Regions from separate parts of the Mus musculus genome. Here regions 2, 3, 4, 5, 6 and 7 are each linked to region 1. Evidence: chromatin contacts called from public HiCAR-type, HiChIP or PLAC-seq and promoter capture Hi-C data. All regions are on one chromosome and are shown on one strand. The core of a region is the stretch at or near the end of the contact, and the rest is flanking DNA. Distances in the headings are between cores, read along the strand shown. Region 1 holds the start of Tmem35b (transmembrane protein 35B). Region 2 holds the start of Zc3h12a (zinc finger CCCH type containing 12A). Region 3 holds the start of 1700086P04Rik (a long non-coding RNA gene). Region 4 holds the start of Azin2 (antizyme inhibitor 2). Region 5 holds the start of Trim62 (tripartite motif-containing 62). Region 6 holds the start of Zfp362 (zinc finger protein 362). Region 7 overlaps Zscan20 (zinc finger and SCAN domains 20).

What was found. Promoter capture Hi-C pulls out the DNA fragments that hold promoters and counts their contacts. HiCAR-type assays count read pairs that join an accessible place to other places. HiChIP or PLAC-seq counts read pairs in DNA pulled down with a chosen protein or histone mark.
Region 2: an H3K27ac HiChIP or PLAC-seq map of bone marrow-derived dendritic cells shows a contact between it and region 1, with 4 times the contacts expected there. The contact joins the promoter of Zc3h12a here to the promoter of Tmem35b in region 1. A contact is called at or near these places in 2 of 39 promoter capture datasets (cranial neural crest and liver) and 1 of 115 datasets of contacts at active chromatin or transcription factors (bone marrow-derived dendritic cells).
Region 3: a contact with region 1 is called in a promoter capture Hi-C map of hippocampal neurons, with 4 times the contacts expected there. The contact joins the promoter of 1700086P04Rik here to the promoter of Tmem35b in region 1. A contact is called at or near these places in 2 of 39 promoter capture datasets (cranial neural crest and hippocampal neurons).
Region 4: a promoter capture Hi-C map of hippocampal neurons shows a contact between it and region 1, with 2.5 times the contacts expected there. The contact joins the promoter of Azin2 here to the promoter of Tmem35b in region 1. A contact is called at or near these places in 2 of 39 promoter capture datasets (cranial neural crest and hippocampal neurons) and 1 of 115 datasets of contacts at active chromatin or transcription factors (embryonic stem cells).
Region 5: a HiCAR-type map of astrocytes shows a contact between it and region 1, with 3 times the contacts expected there. The contact joins the promoter of Trim62 here to the promoter of Tmem35b in region 1. A contact is called at or near these places in 1 of 39 promoter capture datasets (liver) and 1 of 115 datasets of contacts at active chromatin or transcription factors (astrocytes).
Region 6: an H3K27ac HiChIP or PLAC-seq map of large pre-B cells shows a contact between it and region 1, with 8 times the contacts expected there. The contact joins the promoter of Zfp362 here to the promoter of Tmem35b in region 1.
Region 7: a contact with region 1 is called in an H3K27ac HiChIP or PLAC-seq map of large pre-B cells, with 5 times the contacts expected there. The contact joins the enhancer-like site here to the promoter of Tmem35b in region 1. A contact is called at or near these places in 4 of 39 promoter capture datasets (the 3T3-L1 cell line, the C10 cell line, hippocampal neurons and 1 more), 1 of 115 datasets of contacts at active chromatin or transcription factors (large pre-B cells) and 1 of 9 other capture datasets (liver).

What each region holds. Positions count from the first base shown.
Region 1 is chr4:127,124,261-127,127,927 of GRCm38.p6, forward strand. It overlaps Tmem35b (transmembrane protein 35B), which reads left to right and starts at 1,783. Exons shown (of 3, transcript NM_001099319.2): 1 at 1,783-1,933; 2 at 3,559-3,667. The coding sequence starts at 1,829. It overlaps Zmym6 (zinc finger, MYM-type 6), which reads left to right. Exons shown (of 14, transcript NM_001285885.1): 14 at 1-114.
Region 2 is chr4:125,126,311-125,129,977 of GRCm38.p6, forward strand. It overlaps Zc3h12a (zinc finger CCCH type containing 12A), which reads right to left and starts at 1,571. Exons shown (of 6, transcript NM_153159.2): 1 at 1,457-1,571; 2 at 296-772. The coding sequence starts at 738.
Region 3 is chr4:129,056,438-129,060,104 of GRCm38.p6, forward strand. It overlaps 1700086P04Rik (a long non-coding RNA gene), which reads right to left and starts at 1,716. Exons shown (of 2, transcript XR_868180.3): 1 at 1,351-1,716. Rnf19b (ring finger protein 19B) reads left to right here and starts at 1,707. Exons shown (of 9, transcript NM_029219.2): 1 at 1,707-2,459. The coding sequence starts at 1,834.
Region 4 is chr4:128,960,377-128,964,043 of GRCm38.p6, forward strand. It overlaps Azin2 (antizyme inhibitor 2), which reads right to left and starts at 2,079. Exons shown (of 11, transcript NM_172875.4): 1 at 1,925-2,079; 2 at 1,708-1,828; 3 at 987-1,183. The coding sequence starts at 1,091.
Region 5 is chr4:128,882,144-128,885,810 of GRCm38.p6, forward strand. It overlaps Trim62 (tripartite motif-containing 62), which reads left to right and starts at 1,901. Exons shown (of 5, transcript NM_178110.3): 1 at 1,901-2,434. The coding sequence starts at 2,027. It overlaps Gm33760 (a long non-coding RNA gene), which reads left to right. Exons shown (of 3, transcript XR_003955115.1): 3 at 1-189.
Region 6 is chr4:128,804,271-128,807,937 of GRCm38.p6, forward strand. It overlaps Zfp362 (zinc finger protein 362), which reads right to left and starts at 1,842. Exons shown (of 9, transcript NM_001081098.1): 1 at 1,742-1,842.
Region 7 is chr4:128,592,419-128,596,085 of GRCm38.p6, forward strand. It overlaps Zscan20 (zinc finger and SCAN domains 20), which reads right to left. Exons shown (of 8, transcript NM_177758.4): 3 at 1-88. Among named protein-coding and RNA genes, the nearest start is that of Zscan20, 16 kb to the right of the region's middle. Within about 2 kb of position 1,808, at least 54 of the 459 cell types and tissues checked have an H3K27ac peak or open chromatin away from gene starts, as enhancers often do.

The sequences.
Region 1 (3,667 bases), core at 533-3,032:
TGTATTTTCAGTGATTAAATGTTTTAATATTTTTCCTTTGTTGTACAGGGATTTAAGAATTGTGGAACTGAGCATAATTATATGTAATTTTAATAACACAAGGGAGAAAATGTAGCCTTTATGTTGGTGATTGTTCTTGAAGTTTCAAGAGGAAATGTCTTGTTTACGGAGTTCCCCAAGAGACCAGGCCAACCCACTTGTCCCAGTACACCAGTTAGAGGTGAGCAGTGAAGGGCAGAGCAAGACTGGGCTGGGAAGAACAAATTGTGATTCATTGACCCCACCCACCTCAGCAGTTTTTGTTTTGTTTTGTTTGAGACAGGGCCTCTCTGTATAGCCCTAGCTATCCTGGAACTCATGTCAACCAGGCTAGCTTAGAACTCAGAGATCTGACTACCTCTGCTTCCTGACTGCTGGGACACAATGCCACCTTAGTTTGAAGGACTAACTGGGACTCTGAAATATCACAGGAAAAGGGAACAGTGGAGGGTTGGGCGCCTGACAGTCGGACTTCTTGGTAAGGACAGTCGTCTGATTGATGGTTCTTTCAGTTCTAGTTTTGCAAATGGTTCCCACTTTAGGGAGCAGTTTGGTTTTAGCCTCATCACTGTGGCATTTGCCCCATTTAAGGCCTGGTCTGCTCTGCCAGACTCGCTGCTGCTTGGAGCTGGCTTTGCTTCTTCACTGTCATTATGCTTTTGGGTGAGTTTTGTCTTTCCAAGGTTATCTATCACAGGAGAAAGTGACTCAGGGGAAAAAAAGTGACAAAACAGAGTTAAGTTAGGCCAGCAACCAGTACCTTCCTGCATGACCAAGTAGGCATGTGCACTTTAAAAACATGAGCAGTTTTAGTCACCAGCCATATCGCCAGCCCTCCGAGAGTTATGTAGATGGAAGCAGATCCAAGTACGTGGCCAGTAAGCATGAACAGTGGGAGGGTTTGAGACCATAGGGCTTCTTTTGGACCCATAGACCAGGGCTTGGGAATTATTTTATTTTATTTTATTTTGAGACTGGCCTTTGCGATATAGTCCTCACTAGCCTAGTTCTTGCTGTGAAGTTCATTCAACTCTGGGCAGTCCTCAGGCCTTATCCTCACTAGTTGGGGAATTACAGGCACATCATGCGTGGCAGTAGCCAGCTTTCATGAAAGGTCAGATAGTATTCAGTGGCTCAGCCATAGATGGTATACAAATGGATGCAGGTCAACACTTTCACCCTTGTACCCCGAGGTGTTAGTTTTATATAATTTTCAATTGTTGTGAAAATTCCTTGAACATTGCTTAATCATTTCTAGAATGTTATTATTTTCCTTATGGGTGTGTGTTAAAAAACTCGACAACCGGAAAAAATTGGTCCTCTGTTTGCCAGTGCAACCAAGTAAGGGATTCTTTAAATATCTTTCTCATTTTTCTTTTGGTTGAGCAATGGGAGGGGCAGGTATTTTAGGCATAGGTGGACCAGAAAAACTTACAGTTACTGCTTTATTGCTCATTAATTGTAGGGTTCACTGATTTTCTAGTAACTTTCTGAAGGCCATTGTGCAACTTCCATACAGCTGCAGACCCAGAGACACTCAGGGAGTTGGGTGGTGTCAGATTCCTCTAGCACGGGTGGGTTTGAAGGCCAGATCGCGTGGACACACACCCGATACTCCGCACCCTCCACAATGAGTACAGCCTGTAAGGAAAGGCCTCAGTGGGCGGGTCTTAGCGGAGGTGGCCATCAGTGGGCGGGGCTGAAAGTTGGGCGTAACCGGGTGGGCGGGCCGGACCGACTGTAGTCTTCCGGTAGGGAGGAAGAGTCGTCCAGGAAGGCGGGCGCTGCTATGTCGTTCAGGGTAGGCGTGTTGCGGGTTCTGCTTGGCGTCTTCTTCGCGCTCACCGGGGCTGCCAAGCTCTTTCAGGTCTCGGCCCCCGTGTCACAACAGATGGTGAGCGGCACCCGGGGAAGGACAGTGTGTGCTCGGTTCCCGGGGGCTTCATGCCTTCGGGCTCGAGGCCGCCTGGGCCTTTCCTCCTATTTTCTACACCTTCTCCAGGTGGGAGGGCACGGGACTTAACTGCTGGCTGAGCATGTTGTCCCCAGGCCGATTTAGAGTTGGAGAAGTGATGGGACTCAGGAGGTCCAGGAAGACAAAGTGAAAAAGTGACCTAGCACCCCTCTCCACCCCACATCCACCAACCCATTGTTCCAGGTTGGGGAGGCAGAATTTTACTTTATTTGGTTTTTGTTTGTTTGTTTGAGCTGGTCTTCTGAATGTGTCCCTCTGGCTGGCTGGCCCGGAGCTCACTCAGTGTAGTGGCTGGCCTCGAACTTGCAGAGATCCACCTACCCCAACCTCCAGACTACTGGGATTAACGGCTTACCTACCTTAGAAATCTTTTTTAAGCTTGAAACTAGTCATGATGGTAAAATGTAATTTACCAAAACATTACACAGCTATTCAAGCAAGGCTCAAAGTAGACCAATCTAACTAGACTCCTCAGTGTCCCACGCAGCCTGGGACAGAAGCATAGAAGTCACTGACTGTAGTTCCTTATCCCGAGAGGGTCTACCAGCAGTTTCCAGACCCTCAGAGAAGCCAGGCTCTGTGGAAGACCCCTGTTGCCACCTCCCAAGCCTGGGTACTACTACGATTTTCTTCTCCTTTTCCTCCTCCTCCTCTCCTCCCTTCCTCCTTTTTTCTTCTTCCTTTCCTCTTTCTTCTTCCCCTCCTCTCCTCCCCTCCTCCTCCTCTTTTCTTCTTTCTTCTTCCCTAAGATGGTGGGTTCTTTAGGATAGATATGGTAAAAGCCAAACAGCTTAAACTCTCTGCAGGTGTGTCTCATGTGCGGCCCTTGGACCACATACACTCCAGGATAGCTGTCACTGTAGCCCAGCATAAAAGTGTAAATTTAAAATCCGTGCTTTTTTTCCCCCTTTCAATTCAGCTGTGGGGTTCTGGAGCAGCTCTGTAGGTGACAGTATGGAGCTCCCTCCTTGGAAGCCAGAGTAGGACAGGCAGGGCTGCTGTTGGACCACAGGAAACAGTCCTGAGGGTGGAGCAGGCCCAGGGAAGGGTCTGAGTAGGGTGTGTTACACCCCCTCAGCTGTTCCTTGTGTCTGCCACAGTAGAATCAGGACCTGCATAGAAGATGGAAAGTGTCAGTCATTCTCTAAGGAGTCTATCCATCCCACCTGCAGATATTCAGAGAGAAGAGAAACTAGACCTGGCACAAAGAGAATCTGTAGCCCTTCCTAGGCCCTGGCCCTAGATGGGAAAGCCAAGCCCTGCTCCCTTCTTCTGGGATTTGAGCTGGGTTATCATCTATGGAGAGGTCTGGTTAGGACATAAAACCGACTACACCTGAAGCCCTTTTTCACACGGGCACGTCTGTTCCTAATTCCAAAAGCCAGCCCTATAGGTCAAGGTCAGCCCCTCCTTACCGGGCTCTTAAACTACTTGTAGCAGTTTTGTTAAGGGAGCCGGTTATAGGCAGAGGAGGTCTCGGTGGTGCCTTCAGGCACTGCATTTTCTGATAAGTAGTACTGACAGGCGTTCCCTACCACTCGTAGAGAGCCTTGTTCGAGCAGTTTGCTGAGGTGTTTCCATTGAAGGTGTTCGGCTACCAGCCAGACCCTATAAGCTACCAGACAGCTGTGGGATGGCTGGAACTGCTGGCTG
Region 2 (3,667 bases), core at 321-2,820, 2.0 Mb before region 1:
GTAGGCAAGGATAGACCATGGCACAAGGTACACTCCAGGCAAAGAAGGCTGGGTTTGAATCTTTGCTTCTCATTTATCAAGAAGTGTGACTCTTGGCAAGGATTTGAGCTGTTTTCCTTCTTATAGCATTGGAGAAACAGCCCTGAGGAAGTCTTTAAGGCTTAAGGGGTTCCTTCTGGCACATGGTGGGATCTCACAGACAGCTTTTGTGTTCCTTCACCAGTCCAAGAGAAAAGCCAAGCCCCCTTCCCAAAGGAAGAGCTACAGACACTATTCCACAGGTCTCCACACATACCTCATGGCCACATTGCTTCCGTCGATGACCACAGGTCTCAGGTCGCTGCCCTCTCTGTCCTCCTCTGGGAGTGAGGGTTCTAGAGTGGAAGGCTTGGGGGTGCTTCCACCCCGGGGCACCAGAGGGGGCTGGGGGCTGGGGGCCGTCAGGGCCTGGCATTCTCGTTCAGTAGCTGAGCCATGCTTCACCAATTCCCCTAGCACCGTGTTGGTGTCTGCTTGGACTCCCAGCTTCTGCAGGACACTGTGGATCTCAGAGGACGAGTACCCCAGTTTACGGAAAAAGTCCACCTTCATCTGCAGCTCGGAAGTAGGGGCCTCTTTAGCCACAGGATCCTGGTCTGGCTGAGGTCGACCCTGGCTGCTGTGTCTGTCCTCAAGACTCCACAGACTCATGGTGGGGTTGGATTCTTGGACAGGCTTCGTTCCACAAGGGTCACTCATATTTCACATTCTTGGAATGTGTCCATCACAGCTCCTATTGACCAGACCACAGGGTTAAGGGCAAGCAATGCCCAATATAGGTCTCTTTCAGACTCTCTTCCACAGAATGGGGCAACACGAACTGAGAAGACGCTATTCAAAGCCATTCTCACGTGTCAGCCCACGCTGTGCTCTCAAAGAGCTCTCAGCATTAGTTATTTTTACAAGAGGGAGACCGAGGCACAGGCAGTAAGCGTTTACTCAAGATCATCAACTCAAAGTTTGTGATACAAACATTTGAACTTGGTCTGACTCCACCCCCAAACCCCGTTCTGTTCCATGCCAACCCAAGGGACCCAAGAGGCAGGGGCGGGGCTCTCAGAAGGAAACTGGGGCTGGAAGTGCGCAGGGGACCCAGGGGCTTCCCCATTGTGGCCACCGCCTTCGTCTCCGAGTCTCATACTTCGGCTCAGGGACAGAGTTCTATTCTGGGAAGGACAAGTTTCCGGGGTGACCCACGGAGAGAAAAGTTGCTGGGCGACTCTGGTTGGCTACCGGGCCCGGTGACGCGAGGAGGTCCTGGCTAGAGCCCGGAGAACGCCGGGTGCCCCAAGACACCCCGTTCCACGCACCAGGGTGAACTCAGCGGGGTCCCAGCGATGGAGACACTGCCCGCGCGCGACCCTCCCGGAGTCAGACCCAACGCAGCGCAGCACCCGTTCCACCCGGTAGCACTCACCCCGCTGAGCGCCGGACGTCGTCTGTAAGGTGTCCATGGAGCCGAGTCTCGGGCTCTGACGGCACCTTCGTAGCCGCGACAGGCGGGCAGGTGCTTTAAGGGCAATGACGCGGAAGCCGGGCAGGGCCGCCGCCCCTTCCTGCTCCGCCTCCCTCCTGCCCCGCCCCACGGTAGGTCGGAGCCGGCTCCGCCCCGTTTCTGAACAAGTCCCGCCCCAGCATCTCTAGCCACGCCCCTGGCCACACGAAGTCTGGGCGGCTCCAGGCTTGTACCACCCGACTGCTTAACGCCGGCTCTGCAGAAGCAGGTTCCGTGCACCATGCAAAACCGGAATAGAACGGCCTCGCAGGTTCACTTCAACAACTTGACACGTCCACCGGCTTGGTCCAGGTTTCTAGTTGCACAAGTTGAGGCCACAGCCGGCAGAGATCCGGCCACTCCAGTTCAGTCACATAGGTTGTGAACTGAAGCCTGTTCAGCGATAGAGTCACACTCAGGACCAGGGACACTTTTCTTGAAGTAAATACCTTCCCAAGACAGGAGGGCTCCACCACCACAAGTTGCATAGTGGTGGAGGAAATGCCAGGAAAAGGAGGGACATTGACACCAATCGCCATGGGAGAGTCCGTGAAGAATGCTATCAAGCAGACTGCAAAAACTCATCTTGTCCCTTATCCTCAAGAGGTCAAGATCCCTCAGTCGAGCACAGCCCTGTACATTATCATCCTGGGGCTTAGATATTGGACAGATCCTTGTGCTCAGGGACCTTCTGTTTTCTTTGGCTTTTGTTGTTCTTTCTGACACAAGGTCAAGCTATGTAACCCATGCCGGCCTCAAACAGCCCAGTGGCCCCATCCATCAGGATCCTGTGTGCTGAGGTTATAGGTGTGAGTTATCATGCTTGCTCCATTTACCTCTGAGAAATGCAGGAAAAAGCTGAAGGGCCTCAGCCATGTAGATCAAGATAGGAGGTCCCAGCTGGGTGTGGTGGCGCACACCTTTAATCCCAGCACTTGGGAGGCAGAGGCAGGAGGATTTCTGAGTTCAAGGCCAGTCTGGTCTACAGAGTGAGTTCCAGGACAGCCAGGGCTACACAGAGAAACCCTGTCTTGGAAAAAAAAAATAGGAGCTCCCACTCTGTAGCACCAGGGACCACTATGAGCATTCTGGGGGACACTAGTGACTCAGGGCAGAGGGAAGGGAGCCTGGCTGTCAGTGTGCCTGCATGCATGCACGAATGCATGTGTGTGTGCTAGAGAAGAGAGAGGTGCCCAGGAGAGGGAGAAAGGGAACCCAGGACCTGCACACAGGAAGACAAAGTCTATTATGTCACCAGCATGCTTGCATATAGGGAAACTGAGGCTCAGGAAGCCAAAACACTCAAAAGTAAGAATTAATTACTGTGTGTCAATACTTCAGTCATATCTCACCTGTCTAAGCAAATGCAGTTGTCTTCTAAGGACATTGGCTGTTTTAATAAAATGGTTTTATAGTAAAAGATACCACCAACATAGCTACATACATTCAGTCTAAAAAGAGATAACAATAATTTTTATTGACTTTATTTAGTTTTTAATTACCGTATTGATGTGCATGGGAATTTTGTATGCATGCCTGGTGCCCCAGGAGGCCACAAGGGGCTTAGGACCCCTGGAACTGGAGTTACAGATGGTTGTGAGCTTCAACATGGGTGTCGGAAATCAAACCAGGATCCTCTGGAAGAGTGGCCAGTGATCTTAAACACTGAGTTCTCTCTTCAGCTCCCAACAATAATTTTTAAAGCTGCATCTCTGTTATCTTTTGCAGGTTTGTTTGTTTGTTTGTTTGTTTGTTTGTTTGTTTGTTTTTCGAGACAGGGTTTCTCTGTATAGCCCTGGCTGTCCTGGAACTCACTCTGTAGACCAGGCTGGCCTCAAACTCAGAAATCCACCTGCCTCTGCCTCCCAAGTTCTGGGATTAAAGGCGTGAGCCACCACTGCCTGGCTTTCACGTAATTTTGTATACCACGTACATGCTTGGAGCCCTGGGAGGTCAGATTCCCCCCAGAACTGGAGAATGGATTGTTGTGAGCTGCCATGTGGGAACTGAACCTGGGTTCTCTGTAGGAGCAACAAGTGTTCTAAGTGGCAATTTTTCCAGCCCTGTTTTGGTTTTAGAGACTGGGTCTTATGGATTCCAACCTAGCTTTGACTCACTATGTAGCAGAGGTTA
Region 3 (3,667 bases), core at 466-2,965, 1.9 Mb after region 1:
AGCTACTGGGAAACCATTCTTACGGACACAAGCAGAGATGTGCCTTTGTGGTGATTCTAAATCCAACCAAATTGATAGCAAAGAGTAACCATCAAGGCAGGTTTCCACGGGTGGGGAAAATATGTCCTGCGTTAAAGCCATCGAGCTATTTAGAATATTTGTTAACACGACAGACAGAGCCTAGCCGAGTGTCATACAGACCCAGCAAGAGCTGGAGCTGGTGACGTGTTCACGGAAGTGTGTTTTAGCTATCTAGCATTAAACCTCTTTTCTTCTTAAGGAAAACTACCCTTCTGCCCTACACACACACACACACACACACACACACACACACACACACACACACACACAAAGTCCTGGTGTTGTCAATTCCAGCCGTCATATTTTTCTGTCCTTCTCTTTCTTGGGTTCTTGGCAGCATTTGTCACAATTGACGGCTGACCACTTCCTCTTGCAAACAAATTGTCTTGGCATCTATGACATCACACCTGCTTGATCATCTATGACATCATACCTTCTTAGGCCACTAGACCCTGTTCTTAGTTTTCATTACCGGACATTTCTTCCAATGGGCTTCGTTTGCTGTGTTGTTGTAATCTCAAAAGTTTAAAGAGTTGCGGATCTGGTTTTAAGTATTGGCCAGGAAAAAAAAATCAAACAACTTACTATGTTCACATATCTGTTCCTACATTGCACGATCCCCACCCCCATCTCCTTAAGGCATGCTAGACAAGTGAATCACTGTAAGCCTTCACTGCCATTCCTTATTAATAACAAGACACTGTTTTTATCTTTAAAGAAAGATGCATCAAGATGATTGTTTTAACCAATGAGATTCAAGCAAAACTGGGCAGAACTTCCTAAGCAGTCTTCTTAAAATAAGACATTTTTCTTCCCACCGTTTGGAATATGGCAGAATGAGGTGAGCTTAAGACAGAAGCTTGAACTGTCGATCTTCGGACATATTTTTCATGGAAAGAAAATTCTCTATCATAAGCCTCCCTCTCTCATTTCTCTAAGCCAAAATCTAATCCTGACCTGGCTTTGCTGCTGTTGAAGGTATTTGCTTTTCTCATCACCAAGCCTAAGGGTCTTTTGTTAGAGGAACTGGGGAAGGGGGACTGAAAGAAACCATTTCTAGAAGCGAAATTGTTGGGCCTCTTTCTACCAACAGTGACTAACCAGAGTACCTGAGAGATACAGCTTAGGAGTAAGTTCACTAGTTGACAGAAAACAGCAAATGCTAGAATGAAAACTCTGGACTCATTCTTGAAGATAGGGGAGCCTGCCTGTCTTATCTAGAAGTGCGGCTCACTTTGAGGATCTTCAATGAGTGACTATATTCCTTACCACTTAATGGCTAGCATCAACAGAAATGTTGGGCGGTGGATCGGCGGGAATCACTACCAGATCAACGCTCGTCTTCTTTTTACAGACGAAATGAAGGCATCCTCATTGAAAAGAAGACCCCTGACTCCTGGACAAGGAACGGAGGGTGGAGCCTGTGCAAAATATGGCTGCGCCGGACCACCTGACCGCAGAAGGCGGGGCTTCGCCGCAGCCTGCAGGCCCCGCCCTCCAGGCCCCGCCCAGCTCCTCTCGCGGGGCCGCGCGGGTTGTGAGGTGTCTGAGGCCGGCGCCTGCGCAGTTGCCCGCGGCGCGCGGGGCGGAGGCTTTATAACCACTTCGTAGCGGCTGGTCGGCTTCTGTCTCTGGGAGGACTGCCGAGGCGGTGGCGGCGGCGGCGGCGGCCGGGGCGCCGGCTGGGAGGGGGCGCTGAGGCGGGAGCTACGGCGGCGCTGGGCGCCCCTGGCTCCTCAGCCTCTGCGGGCCATGGGCTCCGAGAAGGACTCCGAGTCGCCGCGCTCCACCTCGCTCCATGCGGCCGCCCCCGACCCTAAGTGCCGCAGCGGCGGCCGGCGCCGGCGCCTCACCTTCCACAGCGTCTTCTCCGCCTCGGCCCGCGGCCGCCGCGCCCGGACCAAGCCTCAGGCCGAACCGCCGCCCCCGGCTGCGCCGCCGCCGCCGCCGCCGCCCGCTCCGGCCCCGGTTGAGGCTCAGGCCCCGCCGGTGGAAGCTCTGCCCTCCGAGCCCGCTGCCGAGGCTGAGGCGGAGGCCGTGGCTGCCGGGCCGGAGGAGGACGAGGCGGCGGAGGGCGGCGGCGCGGAGGAGGTGGAGTGCCCGCTGTGCCTGGTGCGCCTGCCGCCCGAGCGGGCCCCGCGCCTCCTCAGCTGCCCGCATCGCTCGTGCCGGGACTGCCTCCGCCACTACCTGCGCCTGGAGATCAGCGAGAGCCGCGTGCCCATCAGCTGCCCCGAGTGCAGCGAGCGGCTCAACCCACACGACATCCGTCTGCTGCTGGCCGACCCGCCGCTCATGCACAAGTACGAAGAGTTCATGCTGCGCCGGTACCTGGCCTCGGACCCCGACTGCCGCTGGTGTCCGGCCCCTGACTGCGGGTGAGCGCGGGGGCGTGGCCGCGGGGGTCGTCCCGGGTGCAACGGGTGTCACACACCTTGAGGGAGGAGAGGATGGTGCCCAGCAGGAGGTAGAGGACGGACGATCACGAGTAACCGACCCTCAGACCAGCCTTGCAACCGGTCTGATGGCACTCAGCACCCTATACCTACTTGCTTGAGGTGGCTTGAGGTGGTGGCTGAGTGCTAAGAGAAGGGAACTGTCCATTAAGTCAGAATATCCGGGTGAGCAGGGGTTTTTTTTGTTTTGTTTTGTTTTCTTTCTCTTTGCCCAGGAAGGGAGAGGTGTGTGTATGTGCGTGTTATCGTAATGATTGAGAAGGAATATTTGTTATAGGAGAGAGAATGAAAATGTCCTACTGAAGGGGCCGCGCTTCCGAGGGGTGTGTCCATATGGCTAGGGGCGCACTTAGCAGCAGCATTGCAGAAGGCGTGTTCTTCCACACAACCGCTGCTGAAAGTTGAGATGCAGATGATGAGAGAAGGCAGCTCACTAACAGCTCTAGGGGCACCCTGGGCACTGCGTGCTGTGCTAAGCCACTGGCAGGCACCTTGTGGTTCCTAACGTGCTGCCGAGGGCAAAGTCACAACAGACTTTTTGACCAGAAAAATCAATAGGGCTCAGAGGCGGTGTCTACCCAGAAGTTGATCTGGTGTGAGAAAATGTGTTTGCCTACCTTTTCAGTCTTGAAATCTGTATGACAGTCTTTTTAATGTTCCATGTATGCTTGATTTCAAAGGTCAGTGAGTTAAAATACTCTTTAGAGCAGGAATTACTGATTTCTCTGTCTGAAGCTTTCAGTGGAGGTCCTCCACCCCCTTTCTTTAAAACAAAACAAAACAAAAAACTTGGTTGTCTCTATCATTCCAATATATGAATGGTCAAATGCAGCCAAGAAGGGGCTCTTCAGTGTGATGGGGAGTCAGACTGCCATTACCTGTTCTGTGACCTTGGACAGATTAATTATATTCTTGTGTGTCATGTTTTGGGGGCAGAAGACTCTCGGGCACTTGCAGCGCCTAGTGTAAAGGTAATGCTAGTAAAAAGGTATGTGAACCCTTGCTTCAAAGGATTTAAAGGCTTTTAATTGTAGCCTGTGTATCAAGGCTGAGCTGAGATTCCAGGATGCTGCCATTTGTCTCCCCTTCAGAAGGAACTGTGTACTCAGAAGTGCCAGACTTGTTGGGAA
Region 4 (3,667 bases), core at 829-3,328, 1.8 Mb after region 1:
ACCCATAACATTTAATGCTCTGGCTGCATTCTGCATGTCCTTTTAAAGCAGCAGACCTATATATACAGCTATCTGCTCCACAAAAGGCAGATACCGTGGCGTACAGCCCACTGCCAATGTCATGCAAGTGCTCTTCCCACTTGCAAGCCATGCCTGATCCTCACAGACATGGTTGAGGCTGTGGTAAACCCTTCCTGGGACTCATTTTCCTCTTCCTGCAACTTCTTTTTTTTTTTTTTAATGGATACCCATTCGGTGTTGTCCAACATAATAATTGAGGCAGAGGCCAAAGACCTTGAAAGGGCTTGGATCTGGAGAGAAACCGCCCTTAAGTAGTTACAAGTCCCTTTAATAAATGCTATATGGGACTCTACAGAATAAGTGAGTGGCCCTGGAGGCAGAGAATACAGAGCCAGCCAGAAGCAAATCAGGAAAAAGGCAACCGTAGAGGGAGGGAACCCTGAAGACAAGCCCAGCAAAGGCCCAGTGAAACAGCACCTCACATACACAGCGACTCTGCTCTAACTGAGCAGAGCGCAAGCCTGAGCATGAAGCCGGAAGTGCGGCTGGGGGTCCTGGGGCAGTGGGGAGCTGTTGTGGGATTCTGTTCCGGAGACTTGCAGCAGGTGGGAGAAACAGGAGAAGGTCCTGGGGGCTTCGGAGAGAAGAGGACCAACCACAAGGGAGGTTCTCCCGTGAAGTTCCTGGAGCTGGGTATGCCTGAGTGTAGAAGGGGAGAGCGCAAAAGGCAGGTACTCCGAAGTTCCCACCTGGAGTGCTGGGGAGACCGTGAAGGTGGAGATACTGTTCTTTTCTCAAGTCAGGAAACACAGGGAGGGCAGATGTGGGGGCAAGGACCAAGAATTGGAGATAAAGGGGACAATCTAGTAAATATCAAGTAAACAAATACCAATACCGAGAGAATGGGAGGTCTCCTACAGAGAAGAGGACAGGCAACCAACCCACACCCATTTCCATCCCCTCACCGAGGTGGCCTGGGAGGCCCCCAGAGTGAGCTCCTCCAGCAGATCCCGGGTGCTGAAGCCCTCCTCCACCATCACAAAGTCCGATTCACTCAGATAGCCAGCCATGCTGAGCAGGAGGAGCCCAGGGGCTGGAGGAAACCGCTGCCTTGGAGCACCGCTGGCTGCCTTGGCCACCGCCTTAGAAAGTATGCAACACACTGTGGGGAGAGGGAGATGGAGGAAACCGCTGGGGAACAGGCTGCATCCCTCACCTCCCCAGGCCTACGGTCCCTGCCCAGTCATGTTCTGTGCCCTTGCCCAAGCCTGAGAAGCCGAGGTTCGCTGGGAATGGTGAAGTTATGTCTGCTAGAGCCTCAATTACCCCCATCTGTTAAATGGGATTGGTTTGGAGTTCTTTTCCAGTTCTGAAATTTGAAATTGGAAGAAAAAAAATGTGGGGACAGATCTGAGAAACCTAGTTGGGGAAGTCTCCTTCCAATTGAAGGATTTCTCCAGTCCAGACTACACCTACCTAAAGGGCCAAAAAAAAAAAAAACAAAACCCGTGAGCTTGAGTTCGAGTCGGCTCTCTGCTTCATGACCTTGGGTCAGTTTCCCCATTTATAAAAGGTTGGTCCTGACACACTAAGAATGCTCTATGAGCCACGGGTGGGTTCTGTCCGCGGGACGGCTCTCTCAAGTGCAGGGCGGGGGTCCCGCACCCCAACCCCAGGCCTCCTTACCAAGCCCCGTCCTCCTTCGCGGGGGCCAGAGCCAGGCGCGCTGCTAGGGGGGGTCGCCGGTGACCTCGAAACTTGTGCAACACCCCGAGGAGGAGTGGCAATTGCGGAGCCGAGGCCCCTGCTGAGAGGAGGCAAGGGGGGCCGGGGGAAGGGTCAGCGCCCAAAGCCGAGGACGCCCGCTCCCCGAGGCTCCCCCCCAGCCATCTCCTGCACTCGCCTTAAAACGCATTTACACGGCTTCGGCCCATAGGTCTCCCCAGCGAGTGAATCGGATCCTCGGCGCCTCCGCTCGCTCGCTCCCCCCGGCTCCGGCCCCGCGGCCTGCGCCCCGCGCGCCCAGCAGCCACCGACCCCACGCCCCGCCTTGCGCCCGCCGCTCGCTTATATAAGCCCCGCCCTAGCCCCGCCCCGGTGCCCTGGCCCCGCCCCTGCCTGCTCCGTAGCCAGGGCAACCGGGTGCCGCCAGCCCATTGGTCGATTCGGACATAAAGCATTCAGCCCTGCGAGGCTGCTCCGCAAAGCTGCGCAGCTAAGCAAGCTGGCTGACTGATGTCCGCGGAGGTCCACGCGGGGAAATCCTTCGAATCCTAGGCGTCTACGTGGTCTGAGCCGCAGATCCTGCGTCCTGCGTCTCAAAAAGTGACTCCGGAAAACTTTTCTGTCCCTGGCTGAAGTCGATGGCCCCCTGCTCCTCCCCTGGTGAAGTTCTGGCTCCGCCCTTGGAGCCCAAACCTCTCCTGTCTTATTTTGTAATATGACCTTTTACTTAATCGCCTCTTCTAGGCATTTTAAACTCCCAACTCAAATGCCAGCTAAAATGTATTCAAATAGAATTTTTGTGGCTTCACGAGCTCGGGGTGATGCCTTCATTCTCAGAATCCACAAGACTCTGGTGAAATGTGGCTTCGACTCAAAGCATGTCTCCTCTTCTATACACAAATCCCTGTTCATCCATCAGAGTCCAGTGTAATATCTTCCTCTATCGGACCATCCCTGGCCCCGAAACGCAATGGGACTCACAGTCCTTGTCTCTGTCTGACCCCTCCCCTCCTTCCCTTGAGCCTTAATATCAGTTGCTGAGATACCCGCACCTGCTTTCCTTTTTTTTTTTTTTGCCTGATAAAACATCTCAGCTTTGTGCACTCCAAGGGCAGGGACTGAGAGCCGGGCTCCTTGGAGTGCTTAGCATGCGCAGGGTGTTGCTCAGAAGCTAATTCAAGAGTTCTCCGGGTAGAAGTCCGAATGCTGCTTGTCTCTGCGCATGTGGCTGCTGACTGGGAAGAGACAGAATGGAACCTTTCCGGTGCTTGGTAATGGTTACAGGTGTGTGTGTGTGTGTGTGTGTGTGTGTGTGTGTGTGTGCGCGCGCGCGCTCCTTGAGTTATACACATATGATTAATGCCCTGTTGTACCTGTTATGTATACTACGTTAAGAGTTTGCAAGTTTTAGCCGGATGTGGTGGCGCACGCCTTTAATCCCAGCACTTGGGAGGCAGAGGCAGGCGGATTTCTGAGTTCGAGGTCAGCCTTGTCTACAAAGTGAGTTCCAGGACAGCCAGGGCTATACAGAGAAACCCTGTCTCGGAAAAAAAAAAAAAAAAAAAAAAAGAGTTTACAAGTTTTAAGCCAGGCATGGTGGCCCATAGCTTTAATCCCAGCAAATCTCTTAGTTCGAAGCCAGCCTATTCTACACAGAGATCTACTACCAGAGCTACACAGAGAAATCCTGTCTCAAAAAAACAAGAAAAAAAATTACAAATTTTAAGAAAACCCTTGGTAGGGTTGGAGAGATGGCTCAGAGGTTAAGAGCACTTGTTGCTCTTTCGAAGGACCAGGTTCAATTCCTAGAACCCACGTGGGAACTCCACCTAATTCCACACCCTCATCTGACTCCCCTGATCACCAGGCACAAATGTGGTACACATATGCATGCAAGTGAAACATTCATACACATAAATCT
Region 5 (3,667 bases), core at 651-3,150, 1.8 Mb after region 1:
GGCAGTTACAGGATGCACGGAGCCCCTCCCCTAAGGAGAAGGGACCGTCAGGCCTGCAGAGCTGCCTGCAAGCAGAGCAGGGAATCCTACGGATGTGACTTTCATGACTTGTCACCCATGCTGGGGTGGGATCCTTTGAGTCACCCATGTTCCTTTAACTAACCCCAATAAACCGACTGGTTCACTATGCCCTGTCTGGAATGAATATACCTTTGTTCATGTCACCACAGGAAAAGTTATGCAACACACTCTCAATACCTCCTCCCCATCACCCCCTTTATCCACCACTAATTGTCATGGTGCTTTTTTTTTTTCCTGATGGTCTTATCCTGACAGACAATCACGGTGCAAACTGACCTCTTGCAGGTCCTGAGACAGCAACCACCTCCCTGGGGCCAGCCTTTCCTTCCTCCTGCAGGCCTCGGCTTTGCCACAGTTGCTCACCCGTGCCTAGCACTGCATGCATGCAAAGGGTCCCCCTCCTTCACTGTACTGATGATGTAGTGTGTATCTTGCACACCAAGAAACCCAAACCAAGGCAGGCCATTTTTCTGCTCGAAAGCCCAACACCTTCAAGAAATTCTTCTCTAAGATGCCCATGCCTTTCACCTTCCCCAAACTTCTTCCTTATCCCACTCTCAACAGAACAGAACAGAACAGAACAGCATGCAGGTCTCCATGTGCCCCCCCCCACTCATGCTTCTGTTCTCCCTGTCTCTGTCTGTCTCTCTGTCTGTCTGTCTCTCTCTTTCACCTTCTTAGAAATCCCTTTCCTCCCCTCCATCTGGCAGAGATGACAAGGTCTCCCATTATACTTTTTTTCTTACTCCAACTTCTTATACACACACACACACACACACACACACACACTCACACACATGCTCACACAGCAATGCAGAAACATCCGATGAATGGAAAGAACCTTTGAGCTAGACGTTAGGCAGGGTTCTCTCCACAATCTTCTACTAAGAGCCCTCCTTAGAAAGGGAAGAGGAAATAGAACCTAAAGGTTTAGGAGAATGGCGACTTTGAACTTAGCCCATGCCAACAGGGCAAGTCTCTAATTTTATCACTACAATCTATGCAAACATTATATATTCTATGCAGACTACAGAGCACCGTCTTGTCTTAATACTCAGTTATTATTGCCCTTAGTTCTTCAAATTGATCATCCGGAGAGATGTTCCTTAGGTGCTATCTTCTCACTTTTTCTTCATTAGCTGTCCTCTCGCCCCCTGCCGCCAGGACCCTAAACAAACCTGACAGCTGTGCAGACCCAGAAGAAACAGCTGTTTTTCCCGTCCCTGGGGGTCAGGAGCACAGTGGCAGCGAGGCGGGGTCTGGAGGCCCCTCCCCTCCCCCCGCCCGCCGCGGGGGCGGAGCGGCTCGGGTCCCGCCCGCGGGGGCGGAGAGGGAGCCTGGGCGCCGGGCAGTTCGGCTCGGCTGGTTCCGGGTTGAGAGGCTGCGCTGGACCGAAGCGGTGGCCGCTGAGCTGGTGCGGGTAAGGGGCCGCGCGGGGCCGGGATCTGCGGCCAGGGTCGGGCAGCTGAGTGGGCCGGCACCCCTCCTCTGCTCTGCCGGGCAAAGCCGCGGTGCGGCTGGGTCTGGCTGCTCTGTCCCGCAGAATTCCCCATCCCCAGCTCGACCCCCTCTCAAAGCTTTTCGGGTCCCGGGATTCCGCCCCTCTTCGGGATCTCCTCCTCGCAGCATCTATCCCTTGGGAGTGTCTGGTCCTCTAGATCCTCCTCGCCTGGAGCCCCTTCCTTGGGACGCCCTCGGCCTCTCTCCTCCAGCGCCCATCGCTGGTGGCCACCTAGGACCTCGAAACCGAGCTCCGGTGCTCGCATCCCGGGTGGCACCCACTCGGCACCGAGCCCTCGCGCCTCCGGCGTCGCAGACAGCTCCCCCCGCGCTCCCCGGCGCCTGTCGCCCGTGCCCCCGTGGGCCTGGCCCCCGGGTACCGCCCCCAATCGCGCCGCGCCGGCCGCCGGCCTCCCGGGCTCCGCTTCGCGCCGCCCCTGGCGCCATGGCGTGCAGCCTCAAGGACGAGCTGCTGTGCTCCATCTGCCTGAGCATCTACCAGGACCCGGTGAGCCTGGGCTGCGAGCACTACTTCTGCCGCCGCTGCATCACCGAGCACTGGGTGCGGCAGGAGGCTCAGGGCGCCCGCGACTGCCCGGAGTGCCGGCGCACGTTCGCCGAGCCCGCGCTCGCGCCCAGCCTCAAGCTGGCCAACATCGTGGAGCGCTACAGCGCCTTCCCGCTGGACGCCATCCTCAACGCGCGCCGAGCCGCGCGACCCTGCCAGGCTCACGACAAGGTCAAGCTCTTCTGCCTCACGGACCGCGCACTGCTCTGCTTCTTCTGTGATGAGCCCGCGCTGCACGAGCAACACCAGGTCACTGGCATCGACGATGCCTTCGAGGAGTTGCAGGTGCGAGGCGGACAGGCGGGGCTGTAGGTGGGGTCAGGGTTCCAATAGGGGCAAGGGCCACAGGCCGGCTTAATGCCAAAGGGGCGTGGCTCCTGTGAGGGGCGGGGCAGGGGCGGGTCCCTTGAGCATCACTGTGTCAAATGGGCTTGAGAGAGATCTGGATGGGAGACAGGTCGAGGTGGGATAGGATGATGGAGAGAGGAAGCTACAGCTGGACCAGATGCTGGCTGAGGCTGAGACAGAATGGGAGACAGCAGCTCCTTCTGGACTTTTGGGCAAAGGAAGGACCACTATCAAAGCTAACCTGGGAGTCGAAGTGGGGTGTGTGGGAGGGGTGAGCTACTCTAAATGCAGCTACAGAATTCTGGAATGTTTGGGGCATTGTGGGATGCGGCTTGCTGCTCCAGGTGTTCATTGAGATCTAGAGTGAGGCCTGGGCCTCGGTTGGATGATGAAAGTGAGAGTTAAGCTTAAGACGTGCAAATTGTTCAGAGGGCAGGTTTGGGTGCCAAGATTAGATCAAGGTATGTGAGGTGAGAGTCTAAGGTCGGCCTCAAGTTCAGATATGACAAGAACCTTTTTTTTAAAATTTAAACCAGAGTAGGGGCCAATTGAGAGTGGAACCAGGAATTAAAGATTCAAGATTTGGAGAATTAGACAAGATTTGGAGGAGGGGAAGACAAGCTTCTAGGAATTCCCAAGGCCTGGTGATGACCCCTCTTGTCTTCTACATCCGAATCTTTGAGTACTCAATTGGACATAGCCCTTAACTGCAGCTAGTCTCCCCTAAACCTTTCCGTTGTCATTGACAAGAGGGCAAGACCCTGGTCAGTGTGTTTAATACTCTAAGACCCCACCCAAACATTTTCCTTTCCTCAAGCTCCATTGTCGTGTGTGTGTGTGTGTGTGTGTGTGTGTGTGTGTTTGTATAGAGAGAAAGAAATATAGGTAGATACACGTGCTGAGAACTACATTTTCCTGGATGTCTTCTATCAATAAGATAGTATTGATATCAATAATCAATTATTTTATTGTCTGTGTGCAAGTATCTTGCCTGCATGTGCACCATGTGCATGCGCACCAAGAGGCCAGAGGAGGGCATCAGATCCTGTGGACCTGGAGTTACACACGATTGTGAGTCACCACCGTGGGTGCTGGGAATCAAACCCAGGCCCTCAGCAAGAGCTCTTAGCTGCTGAGGACGGTGATGTTGCCGCCTCAGGGGTGGGACTC
Region 6 (3,667 bases), core at 592-3,091, 1.7 Mb after region 1:
TTCCCACTGGCTGCCCTTGGGGAGCTCACATTGGCCTGGTGAAGCCAGGACACCGCTCTGAAAGGAGACTTTTCCCTCCAGGAAATGGGGGGAGGGCCCTAGATAAGCACAAAGGCTCAGAGCATCCTCCTAGGACAGAGTCTCCCCCAAAAGGGGAAAAGACCACATTCAGATTTTATGGGCCTGGCCTCATACCACTCTGCTGCCTGTACAGTCACCAGCCAGTCCAGTCAGCCACTTCAGAAACTCAACTGATGTCCAATCAGGAGACTTCAAAGTGGCAGGCCGGGTGGCAGAAAGGAGTTAACACAAGCAGAGGACAGGCCCAGAACACAAGGGCCAGGCAGTCAGCTACTCCTATGTATATCGGGACCCACAGGAGCTGCAGGCCTGTACCCAGCTAAAAACCCACCACTAAGGACATTCATCAACAGAGGCCATCTCTGGAGGCTAAGAAGACCACCCATACCTGAAGGGGGTTCTTCCACTGCAATCAACCAGACTTGCCCCAAGAGGGGGCTACCAAAACTTCCTGTCCACCAAGGGGGCTCTGGCCACCCATGAAGGGGCAAGCCTCCCTCCATCTCCAACACACACACAGCTCCTAAAGGATCCACACTGCTGGAGGACAGGGTGGCAAGAAGGGTCATGTCCTCATGACAGGGATCTTAGCTCCAAACCCTGGGCCCACTTTATGCCCCTAGAGCCAGCCAACTCCCCCAAATCTGGGGCTACAATATAGTTCCTTACAATACCACTTTGATACAGAGCCTCGTCCAAACGACTCCTCCCAAAACCTCTCACCTCAGCCCTACACACACACACACACACACACACACACACACACACACACACACGACATCCCCACCCACGCAGTTCTGGGGAAACCGGCAGTTAACTTTTCCCAAAAACCCTGCAAAGGCGACTAGCTAGGTGGGAAGAAACAGAGAAATGGGCCCCCATATCCTTTCGCGGCATCTCAGGGCCCTCAGGGGAAGAAAAAAAAAATCTTAAAAAAAAAAAAAAGCAAGAAAGAAAAGAAAACTTTCAGAGTTAACTTTAAATTCCCAGCCCCCTCCCCCCAAATCACCCGGCAGCTTCTCTCCCCCTTATTTTTTCCTTTAAAGTGTAATTGTATTGTGTCTCACCTCCCCGAAAGGCTCCCGGCTCTCTCCAAAGAAAAGGAAAAAAGCCAACCCTTCGGGTGCCCCCTCTGCTTCCAGCCGCCTCTCCCACATTCTCAGACAGTTTTATTAAAATCTTCAGACAAAAGAAAAACAAAAATGGCAGCCTGGCTTATTTTTAAAACAGGACAGGGACGCCATATTCTGCAGATCTGCAAAAAAACGGAGAAATCCGGCACTGGCCGCTCCACCGGGCCGGCTGCAAAGTGCGCGAACCGCGCCGTTTGCAATCCGTTTATTTGCATTAAGCCCCATGAATCATTGTTTACCGGAGAATTGCAGCAGGTTTGAATAGCCCGGCTTAGGAAAACACACACGCACACACTCGGAGACGAACCCCAGACACGCCGCGGGAGACGCTGCCTACCCCGCGCGCGCAGCCGCCGCAGCCACGGCCGCCCCGGGGCCCGGCCCGAGGCACCGGCGACCCCCGGGCCCACGCAGCGCGGCCGCCCCGCGCTGACAGCGCTCGCGCCCGCCCGGCCCCCGCCCCGCAACTCGGCGCAACTTTCCCGCGGGCGGGCCCGCTCCCCCGCGCGCCCCGGGCCCGCACGGACCTGGCAGTGCTGGCGGCGCTCCGGGACGCGGCCGCAGCCCCGAGCCCGGCGGCCCGAGTAGGGCCGGGCTGGGGGCTCCCGGCTTCGGCGGTGGCGGCGGTGGCGGCGGCGCGCGGCTGGGGCTCGGTGCGGAGCGGCGCGCAAACCTTCCGGGTCGCCTGCTGTTCACTTCTGGGTTCTGCAGGCGCCGCGGCGGCGGAGGCCGGCTGTGCAGCCGCGCGGCCCCGGCGCGCTGGGCCCCGCGAGCGAGCCGCGTCCGGCCCCCCGCCTCTCGGCTGCGCAGCCCGCCCGGCCCCGGGGCTCCGGCGAGTGGGCAGCGCCCGGCGCTGGCGACGGCGAGGGGAGGGGGCCGGCGGGGCGGGGACGGGCCGCGCGCTGGGGGCCCCCGCTCGGCCCCGGGGCCTCGTCTCGCGCTCGCCGCCGCCGCCGCCAAGGAAAGTTGCGCGGCGCCCCCTGCCCGCGCCGCGCCGCGCCGGAGGCTGAGCCACAAAGGAACTCCGCGCCCCCCTCCGCCCGCCCGAGCCGCGCGGGGAGGGCACCGGCGCCCGGCCCTAGGACAGCCCCTTCCCCAGCACGGGGGCTCCCGGGGCCCGGGCGGCCGCGGCCATTGTCCCGCCCAGACTCCGCTCCCGGGTGGCGGTGGCCTGGGGACCCGGGACTGGCTGGTCACGCTGCTCTCGGGAGGGGTGGGGGTGTCCCTCCTTGGGAAATCGCAAGCTGGTGCAGACCCCCACGGTGCTCCCCCCCCCCCCCACACACACACCCGGTGACAAACGGCCAGGCTCAAGATCCCTGCTAAGATTTTGGTTATTTATTTCTGAAGAAAGGACGTGGGGGCGGGGTGGGGTGCAGAAGTTTGCACAAGCCAGGACACCGCTTCCCAACCCTAGGCCTGAGTCTCAGCGGTGGGGCGACCAGGAGCTGACAGCACTTCTAGAAAGTCTATCAGAGGTGGCACCGCCTGTCCCCCCAGCTCCAGACCTCAGAGCCATCTGCGCGACTCCTCCTCCCGCCTCACCCTCCCCAGCCAATCAGTCACCAAGTCCTCTTGATTCGGCCTCGCGGGCTGTGTCAACTTCTAAACTTCACTTCTACCTGAGGAGGCAGGCATTCCCGATTCCGAACCCGCTTAGATTTCTGTGGCACACTCTGCTGTCCACCTGCAGGCCTAGAGGATCAGGGCTGCCTCTGCCGTCCTAAGCATCCCAGAGAAGGAAGGACACAAAAAACCATCCTGCTTTCTGGGAAGTATAAGTTCATAGGCACGTGCGCTAGTTGGCTGGGAACACAGTTCTAAAAAGTGTGGACAAAGTCGCTGTCCTCGTGAGGATTCCAGTTTAGCACAGGATGTCACACATTGGGGAAGCTGGAGGGTGGGACCCACGGAGGTCGTTGGTTCCTTCTCAAAGCATCAAGCACACAATTCCGGGCATAGGGCAGAGGCACAATAAGCAAGCGGCAAAAATTAACTGGAATGATATGGTATTGACAACACAGAGAAGGCTACTCTCCTAGAGAGATAGGGGCTGTTTTCAGAACATGGCTCTGGGATGAGCCTGGAGAAGAGAGGAACACCTTTGTTCTGAAAACAAAAAGACTAGCCCAGAGTTGAGAAGGTTCTGTGAGGAAAAACACTGGCCAGCAATGGGAATGAAGCGAGAAATCACCCGTGTAGAAGAATCAAGAATCGAGGTGTGGGATGTGGGGCATGGGTTTTAGAGTGACTTCCTTCCAAATGCACAGTCAGAAAAGGAAGAAGAAAACAAATGAAGGGCACATCAGCAGCCATGAATCATGCTGACGGTGTGCACATTTGACGAGATGAAAAGCAAACCTTCCGGGGCTGGAGGCATGACTCTGCAGTTAGAATGCACTGGGCCTGAGGACCTGAGTTTGGTTTCTACCACCCAAGTCCTGTGGCTCACA
Region 7 (3,667 bases), core at 558-3,057, 1.5 Mb after region 1:
AGCCGTGGGTCACTGGCTGCAGCTGGAACCTCTGGAACTCCTGAACTGCTTCGAAGGACCTGGAGTCTTCAGAGCATAGCTCCAGTCCCTACACAAAATCAACCATCAGATCGGTGTGGTCCCCTCAATGGGACAGGACTGTTACCTTGAGTGTGAACGTGTTCCATGGGGTTAACAGATTCTTAGGATCCAAAGAGGGTTTTAACACAGTAAGAAAACTATCAGACTGACTTCAGGAAACAAATCAGCATTTATACTACCATATGAATTCTGTCTGTGCTACCGAACGAGGTCTATCTCCACTACGAAATGAGTTCTGTCTTGTGGAATTCTGGGAGGCTACACAAGTATCTAAAGCAGGTGAACACTATTCAAAATGCTCTTGCTTCACAGAAGTAAATTACATAAAATGTTGTGACCTTAAAAATAACTGATAAGCATATTTATAAGCCTGCTTGCCTCTGAAGTAGTTACAATCAACAAAGAAGCTGCATGGATAAACTCTAAGACAATCCTCACTCTAGCCAGCTCCTCCAGCTGATACCACGCTACAACGGAGACTTCAACCCCTTGGGCCAGAACTGCCAACACGGAAGAAAGGCAGATTCAACTGACAATGACGAGGAATGAGACAACCATGAGGATCGTCTCAAGTTTCTAATCCAGGAAGGAGCTTAGACATCATCGCTCCACCTCAGCGAGAAGTGAGCTGGACAAACCCAAGCCGAACAAGACTCAAAGCTCTTAGATCCATCAGAGAAGCGAGGCCACACCACCTAGGCCTGCCCTCGAAGCTGGAGAAGTAAGAGAGGTGACTTCACTGGAGGGGAGACCTCTGAAGGGACCGGTGCTGGCAGGAAAGCCCTACAGCTAGAGGCACAGGGCAGGCCACCTGAGAGTCAGGCTCCAGGAAACCCAGTCACCAAGACAAGGGCAGGTGAGCTTTACCGAGTGTCACTTCCAAGAGCTCTATCCATCCTCGTAATGAGGGGAATGCGCAGGAAAGTCCCCTCATGATTCTGCAGGGTGGGGTGGAGTAGGGACAGGAACCACTGTGAAACACACCAGTGTACTCTGTGAACAGTGAGTGCCGGAGCATAGCCTACTTTACATAAAGGAGCTGCCCCTTCTGTTTCCCTACTATTCTGCACAGGTGACAGGAGTGCCTGCCTGAAGCCCTTTCTAGCAGCCTGCCCCACCCACAAAGGGAAGCCTGAGAAATACTGATGAATTTCAGAGTCCAGAGCACAGAGCTGTAGACTGCCCACTAGACATGCTCTGCCACTGTATTCTAAAAGACTTACTTACATAGCTCCTTCCACCCAAGACATCATATGCCACCTTTTAACCAAAACTTTCAAGGCATACCGGAAGGCAAGCAACATTTTGAAGAGCAATCAGCATGAACCAGTGTCAGATGGCAGAGAGCTGGGATTATCAAACCATAAAACTTAAAAATAGTAACCCAGGTGCCAACGGTCTAAACACACTAACTAGCTGGCATGGTGATTCTCATCTGCAATCCCAGCAGTTGGGAAGCTAAGGCAGGAGGATTGCAAGTTTGGGAGCAGGCTGGATTATACTATAAGACCCTATCTCAAAGATAAATAAACAAACCAAGTAAAAGGCCAAGAGTGTATAAAATATGACCCAAATATATGCTGTAACTAAGAAATCCACTTTAAATATAGAGACACCTTACAGATAAAAGGCAAAGGAGGAAGTAAGAGATACCAACTTAACCCTAACCAAAAGGAAGTGGGCCGGAAGATGCCTCAGTGGTTAAAGTTCTTGACACACAAGCAGTTCAGGTCAAACTTCAGACCCCAGAGCCCATGTAAATACAGGGTAATCATGGAGGCCTGTCTGTAGTGCCAGCTTTAGAAGGCAGAGACTGGGGATCCCAAGAGCAAGCTGGCTAGTAAGACTAGCCACATCCGTGATCTCTCGGTCTGACTGAGACTCCGCCCGCCTCAATGAGTAAGGTAGAAGAGTGATTAAAGATGAATCCTGGCATCAACCTCAAGCCTCCAAACACACACACACACACATGCACACTCGTGCACACACACATGTGCACACACATGCACATGTGTGCACACACACATGCACACACATATAAGCACACCCTAACATACATGCAAACATGCATGCACACCATACACATGCACATGAAGAGGGGTGGAGTAAGAGAAGCTGTATTAATTTCAGAACAGGAGACTTCAGAGCAAGAGAAGTTCCCAGGGCTGAAGAGTGGCTTCATGATATGATACAGGGGTTTGACACTCCACAAAGGCATGATAATTCTCATCCAGGTAAGGACTGCACACACCTTGATCCTCCATACTTCTAATAACACAGTCCAAAACTGACAGAAGCAGAAGAGGGTGAGTACAGTCAGTGACGTCAGCACAGCTCTTGGAACAGACAAAACCAAAGTCAGTTGAAGGGAAGAGAGCGATGAGCGGTGTAGACTCACTAGCGGGACAGAACAGCAGAGGGATGGCTGAATTCTGCAAGGTAGAACTTCTAACGAAGGAGTACAAGATCTGCCCTCATGGACCATTCATTGCCACGGCAACCACATGCCAGGCCACAAAACACACTAAGCGAATGTCAAAGGGCAGGATCGTGACAAGTGGGCTCCTCGGATCACATGGAAGTGACTCAGAAACAGAAAGGTAGCTGGAAAATCCATGATACTTGGAGCTCAAACAATATACAAGTAAATATTTGAGTCAAGGAAGAAATTTCAAGAGAAATTACTTTAAATTACATGAAAATACAACTTAAGATAAATAGATAGATAGATAGATAGATAGATAGATAGATAGATAATTAGATAAAAGCCCTCGGGATGCAGGGAGAGTTGCAGAGCTTGGAAGTGAGTTACCAGTGCTGTATCCAGAACACAGGACTGGAGAGACGGCTCGGCAGCTGCGAGCACGCGCTGCTCTTCCAGAAGACCAGGTTCAGCTCCTACCACCGAGTTCATGAGTGGAGCAGCCTTGTCATGCCCACCAAAGAATCTTTCACTGCAGGCATCTACTCCCTGTATCTCTTATACATTTTCTGTCTCTGTTTTATGATGCTCCCTGACCCTCAAGGGAGGTTGTATGGGAGAGACGGCCCAGTCAGAGCTGAGTACTCCAGTCTCTTACTCTGCATGATAACCAGCTGTGAATCTCTGCTTTAATCCACGTCTACTGCAAGGGTAGTTTCTCTCATGACAGAAGATGCAGCAATCCATGGGAATAAGGTAAGAATTTAGGGGGCAGTTTAATACTATGTCCATTTAGCAGAATAATAGTATTTGGCTCTCCGCTAAGGCCTGCGACCTCGTCAGTGGGGTTTTAGCCTAGTTAACAGCGCAAACATGAGTACCATCTTATGGAGCAGGTCTCAAATCCAACCAGGCCATCTCATCCGCATAACATTCCCACCAACATCGTACCAGCCGGGAGATCTGGTCAGGCCACTTGTCAAACTTCATGCCACCATGAAAGCTAGCCAGTGGGGGTGAAGCTCCCAGGCTGGTGCCAGCTTGATTTCTCTCTGTGCTACAGTTCAAGTATGTGGTGTCTTCAGCAACAGGGCCTTCCCATTAAGTTCTGGAGGGGCCACCAGGGGCAATGGCTGTAGCCTCTAATGTTTGTGGACTCCCACT